Linked DNA regions of Mus musculus: region 2 is linked to region 1. A link is a contact called in public HiChIP or PLAC-seq data. All regions are on one chromosome and are shown on one strand. The core of a region is the stretch at or near the end of the contact, and the rest is flanking DNA. Distances in the headings are between cores, read along the strand shown. Region 1 overlaps Dkk3 (dickkopf WNT signaling pathway inhibitor 3). Region 2 holds the start of Micalcl (MICAL C-terminal like).

What was found. HiChIP or PLAC-seq counts read pairs in DNA pulled down with a chosen protein or histone mark.
Region 2: a contact with region 1 is called in an SMC1A HiChIP or PLAC-seq map of the NIH/3T3 cell line, with 9 times the contacts expected there. The contact joins the promoter of Micalcl here to the enhancer-like site in region 1. A contact is called at or near these places in 3 of 39 promoter capture datasets (embryonic stem cells, liver and stem cell-derived epiblast-like cells), 2 of 15 datasets of contacts at CTCF or cohesin (both in the NIH/3T3 cell line), 1 of 484 Hi-C or Micro-C datasets (bone marrow-derived macrophages), 1 of 115 datasets of contacts at active chromatin or transcription factors (pancreatic cancer cells) and 2 of 9 other capture datasets (adipose tissue and macrophages).

Annotation. Positions count from the first base shown.
Region 1 is chr7:112,136,976-112,139,675 of GRCm38.p6, reverse strand. All of the region lies in intron 4 of Dkk3 (dickkopf WNT signaling pathway inhibitor 3), which reads left to right. Among named protein-coding and RNA genes, the nearest start is that of Dkk3, 21 kb to the left of the region's middle. Within about 2 kb of position 1,270, at least 58 of the 459 cell types and tissues checked have an H3K27ac peak or open chromatin away from gene starts, as enhancers often do. A contact at or near this core is called in the NIH/3T3 cell line, adipose tissue, liver and 1 more, where this site is marked.
Region 2 is chr7:112,373,409-112,376,214 of GRCm38.p6, reverse strand. It overlaps Micalcl (MICAL C-terminal like), which reads right to left and starts at 1,358. Exons shown (of 10, transcript NM_001381862.1): 1 at 846-1,358; 2 at 126-200.

The DNA of each region.
Region 1 (2,700 bases), core at 21-2,520:
GGTCCTCAGGCATAAGGTGCAACAGGTAGCATTTCCCCAATGTGTGCATGCAGCTTAGGGAGCCAGACGGTAGGTTCACACTGCTTCTGTGCAGCTGCCATCAAAGCCTTCGTCTAGCCGGGCGTGGTGGCACACGCCTTTAATCCCAGCACTCGGGAGGCAGAGGCAGGCAAATTTTTGAGTTTGAGGCCAGCTTGGTCTACAAAGTGAGCTCCAGGACAGCCAGGGCTATACAGAGAAACCCTGTCTTGAGAAAACAAACAAACAAACAAACAAACAAAAAACAGAAAAAACAAAACAAAGCCTTCCTCTCCCACCCCAGGGTCTTGTGTAAGACAGGAGGGCTTCCTTCTCATCTTGAAAGCAGGGGAGACTCAAGCCCTTTGCATTCTTGATGGGCTTCCTGGAAGAGGCGGCGATTAGGCTGTATTTGCAAGGGTGTCTGAGAATCAGTTGCATGGGGGAGGGGCATTCCTCACTAAAGCATTGTTTGTTCAAAGCCAAGAAGACAAGAGCCTTAAGAACTGCAGAACACTTATTTCGAATGCCAGGCCATGGTAGGAACAGCAGCTGACGCTGGGAAGGGGTGGGGATTGGGTCAGGAGACTTGGAGAACCCAGCCAAGGAGTCAGGAGACATGCTGAATTAGGCATGTTCTGTGTCCACAAGGCTTTATCACTTTCTGTATTCCGTTTATGAGCTATCACATGATTTCCCCAAGCAGGGAGCCAGGAGGACTCGGCTTGGGTGGCAGAGATCATCTCTGAGAATGCAGCTTTGCTCAAGCTCAAAACCCAAGTCCCCGTCAGGCTGTAGAGTCTGTGTCCTGCAAGAGCCTGGCTTTGGGCCTAGAAGTCTGGAACATTTTACTTGAATGTGGAGCATGGGACAGATAACTCACACTGATTGTACCAATAATCTGGTTAGGCCAATGCCATTAGCTGCAGAGATCACAATGAGTTCTGTGACCTCTGCACATGTAGGGGCCAAACAGTGTCTGGTGCAGGCGTGTGGCTGTCTTTCTGCCCGGGGAACTTAGTGCTTCTTCCAGGCACTGACCCAGCGGCCTTTGCATCCTGTTTGTCAGATCTGTGGAGTCTTGCCCTTCTTTGCCCTTGGCGTGGTTCTGAAAACCACAAAGCTGTAGGCCCATCTTGTTTTGTTTTTAAAATAATATCACAAATGTAATAGAAGCAGGGTCTGCCATTCTCCCCATGGCTGGCCCCTCATTCGGTCACCGTGACTCAGATGTGATCAGATTAAGGAGCCCCTCCCCAAACCCAGCCACTTTCGAGCCAGGGTAAATACAAGCTGTGGAGAAATGACTAAGAGTTCCATAATACCTAGTGATTATGACGACAGCGAAGAGTCGACACAGTGAAAGCTAACATCGACTACTGTGTGCCAGGTACCTTGTGAGAGGTTTCTAGTACCCCTCCCACCATCTGCATGGTAGCCATCCAGGGATGATAATCATTGACCCCCATTTTACAGATGGAATAATGGAAGCACAGAGAAACAATCCAAGCTAGTAGGTGGCAGGACCAATACTAACAGGAGGGATAGAGCTTTGAAGTCTTTACTGACTCCAACAAACATATCTCTTCAGTGGAGTTTTTGTGTATTTGCTTGCTTGCTTGCTTCTATTTTTTAGTGGCCTGATCTCATGCAGCCCAAACTAGTTTCAAACTTGCTATATAGCTGAGGTTAACCTTCAGTTTTTGGCCCTCCGGGGGTAGTGGTGGGGACAAGTGGATCTCAGGTTCTCACTGGCCAGCCAGTCTACCTAAGACGGTATGGTGAGCTGCCGGTTCAGAGAGACACGATCTCAAACAATAATGTGAAGAATAATGAAGAAAGAGAAATGTATGTCAATGTCTGGTCCTCCCACACCATAAAAAAAAAAAAAAAAAAAAACAGACCCAGCTTTCAATTCTTGTGGGTGTGTACTCAGGAGTGGGATTCCCAGCATATGGGATCTTTTCTTTTTTTTTTTAAATATGTATATGGGTGTTTTGCCTACATGTATGTCTATGTGCCAGTCTCCTGCCTGGTGCCTAAGGTGGCTAGATGAGGGCACTGGATCCCCTGGAACTGGAGTTATAGAAGGTTGTAGGCTATTATGTGAATGCTAGGACTCTTACCTGGTTCCTCTAGAAGTGACCTAACCACTAAGCAATCTCTTCAGCCTCTCACAGGACTTTTTGGTTTGGGGTTTGTTGAAAGGCTGCAATATAACCTCCCACAGTGACTTTTGGTTTCAGAACCTGTGTCTGCCACAAGTATATATTCCCCCTCTCAAATCTCATCATTGTAGGCACTGCGAGATACACACACTGGGGCAGGAGGATTTCAAGTTTGAAGCCAATTGTGGGTATGTAGCAAACCCTGTCTCAAAAAGAAACAACATAAAAGCCAAACCCCAAATAACTCCTGGTCTCTCGTGTCCTCGGATGAGGCAATACTTTCCCTGTTCTGATTCCAGAAGTCGCCTCTGCAGCGTGGCAGCCCCTGCCTTGGGGCTTATATACGTATAAGACCCAGAAGAAAACTTATATACTTCTTCTAGCCAGCACTACTGGCCCCACATTCTCAGCCCGGACTGGGGTCTCCAGTTAGTGTGTGCAAAGCTACCCATGGTTATCTTTGAGTCCCAGAGGCTTCTTGGGAGATAGGTCCAAACGGAACCAATGGAGGCCC
Region 2 (2,806 bases), core at 109-2,608, 240 kb before region 1:
CAGTGGAAATCAAGTCAAGCTAACAGTTTTCCTTGCCCTTGGATTCCAGGCTAGGCCAGAGAAGATACCATGTAAGGAATGAGCGAGACTGCCCTCCCCCACCCCTCCCCCTGCCCATGACTCACTGGACTGGAATCTTCTTCTCCAGTTCTGGTATTTGCTTGGAGTTGGAGACTGGAGGCTATGGGCCCGCTGCAGAGCTGAGGAGGGAGTAAGAGACCATTAGCTGTGTAGGGGAGGAATTTGTCTCCCATGGCTTACTCACCAAAAGTTAGCAGGAAGATGCTTAGGATGGGCGGAGACACTTCTTATCATAGTGTACTTCTCTGACCCCCCTCCCATTATTCATTAATTCATTCATTCATTTACTCACTCACTCATTCATACACACGTCCATAAAATAATTATATAGGAGGCTGGGGAGATGGTTTGATTCCCTGCAACCCAGATGAAATGCTGGGAGCAGGAAGGAAAGCCTTCCCCAGGAAAGGGCACATTAATGAGTTGCCCAGTGCTAACTGGTCAGGCCTGGAGACACATACTAGTAACACTATATAAACAAGACAGGTTATTTTTAGAAATATATCTGTATGATACAAATACATATATGCATGCAATAGCAATTAAGGAAAAAGGCCATGATTTCAAGTAGAGGAGGGAGAACTGTCTAGGAGAGTCTGGAGGGAGGGAAAGAAAAGGAGAAATGTTGTAATTAGATTCCAATCTCAAAAAGTAACCTGGCTGTAGAGGCATGTGTCTGTAATGGCGGTAGTCCTACAGTGAGATGGGAGAATAGAAACATCAGGAGAGACCCTGCCCCAATAAAGTAGAAAGTGAGAACTGACTCCTGGAAGTTGGGTTCCTGCGGAAGCACTTTTGCAGGGCCCTGTGTGCTTCCCCTCTGCCTGGCTGGGCCTTGAGCACAGGCACTGGCCGCCCCGAACCTCAGAACAGATGTGGCATCCAGCTGCATCCTGTTCCTGTGCAGGGCTCTCAGGCACGGGCCCCCGTGCTTCCATCATAGAGAAAGGAGGGGCGTGAGCGCACATGTGAGGGGCAGAAGGTAGAACTGGGAGGTATGGGGGAGGAAGAGACCCCCAGGAGGGGTCTGGGTGTGGGAGAATGAACAGGGAAGGTTCGAACACAGAACTCTTTGGATCCAACACCTCTCCAGTGAATGTTCTCTCACCTCACTTAGACATCAGCCCACCCCTGTGAGATCCCACCCCTGTGAGATCCCACCCCTGTGAGCTGACTTGAGCACTGCCATGCCAGCCACTACCTGGGTTTCCTTTCTCAGGACCAGAACCTTCAGCTCCTTAGGGTCTCTGCTTTAACCTCAGTGGGATAGTGGAACTGATGGCTCAAGTGCCCCACTGGTGGTAATAGGCCACGTAGGCATAGTTTCACCATAGTGAGGTCATAATATAATAAGAGTCCTAGGTCAGAGGCCCGGCTCCATGGGTTCTGTGAAGCTTGGGTCGAGACATGTCCCAGGAGGCTCAGGTATTTGAATGCTTGGGCACTGAGAGGGCTGGACTCGGAGAATGTATAGCCTCACCCTTCTTCCCGTTCACTTTCTGCTTTGTGTTTGCTATTGGAGAGGTGAGCTCCCAGCTTCTTGCTCTGGCCGCCACCGCTGCTTGCCGCCTGCTGTCAGGCCTCCGTGCCATGCTGGACTCTCATCCCTCTGGAACCGTAAGCCCAAATAAATCCATCCTTTTCTAAGTTTGTCCTGGCCATGGTGTTTTACCCATATGTCAAGCTTTTCCCAGAGAAAGTGAGCAGACGCCATTGTGAAAATGCAGGTTAAGTATTTTAAACACCACAAAGCAAGCATTTGAGCCCATCTCTGGAGTGCTGATGTGAGCTCTGGGTTTAATAGACAAAGATCTGGGTCAGGAGGCAAGAGAACAAAGTCCAGGTGGGGCTGGTTAATCAGTGTTTTGTTCTGGCTCTGCACAGTGACTAGAAGAAACATCTTAGTGCTTGAGAGAACAGGCCACGCCCTTCTCATGATCATGGAGGCTGGGGGTGGGCTGTGTGCGATCTCATCACCGTGACCGTTTGCCATGCTCTGCTGCTCTGAAATCTAAGGAGTGACTGTAGGTTAGAACAGTGACTGGAAACCTGTAGACTTCTTTGGGGGCCTGGAACAGGACTCTATAAGGGCTAAAAGTAAGCCAGGATCACTCTCTTCTTTATGCCTTCAACCTTGGCAGGTGGGAGAGATGGGGCGGGTATCACTTAGTTCAACACAGACGCTTCTGAAGTGATTGACACTCAGGAGTCTGGCCCAAAGCTTGGACAAAGACAGAAGCAAATTCAGGTAGAAAGGCCGGGTTTCCTTGCTCTGTATCAGCCTGTGGGCCCAAGTGAGCAGCAGCATTGGTCTCCTAATTTTGAGATTATAATATAAGCACATCATCTCTCCCTTCCCTTTCCGCCCTCTGGACTGTCCCATGTTCCTGTCCTTGCTCTCTTTCAAATTCATGGCCTCGGTTTTCCCCCAATAATTGTTGTTACACACACACACACACACACACACACACACATTCCTAAATATAACCTGCTCTGTTTGTATATTACTCGTATGTGTGTTTTCAGGGCAATGGGGTCTTGTGTTCTTCCCACTCTTTCTTCCCCTCTCAGCACGCCTTAGTTGACTCCAGTTCTTTGTGTAGGGTTGAGTCCACATGGGCTTTCCCCCCACCCACGTTGGCATGTGGATGTCCTAACTCGGCTTCCGTTTAGGTAGTCATGTTGGTGAGACTTCATGGATGTAGCATCTGACATGACTAGGAAA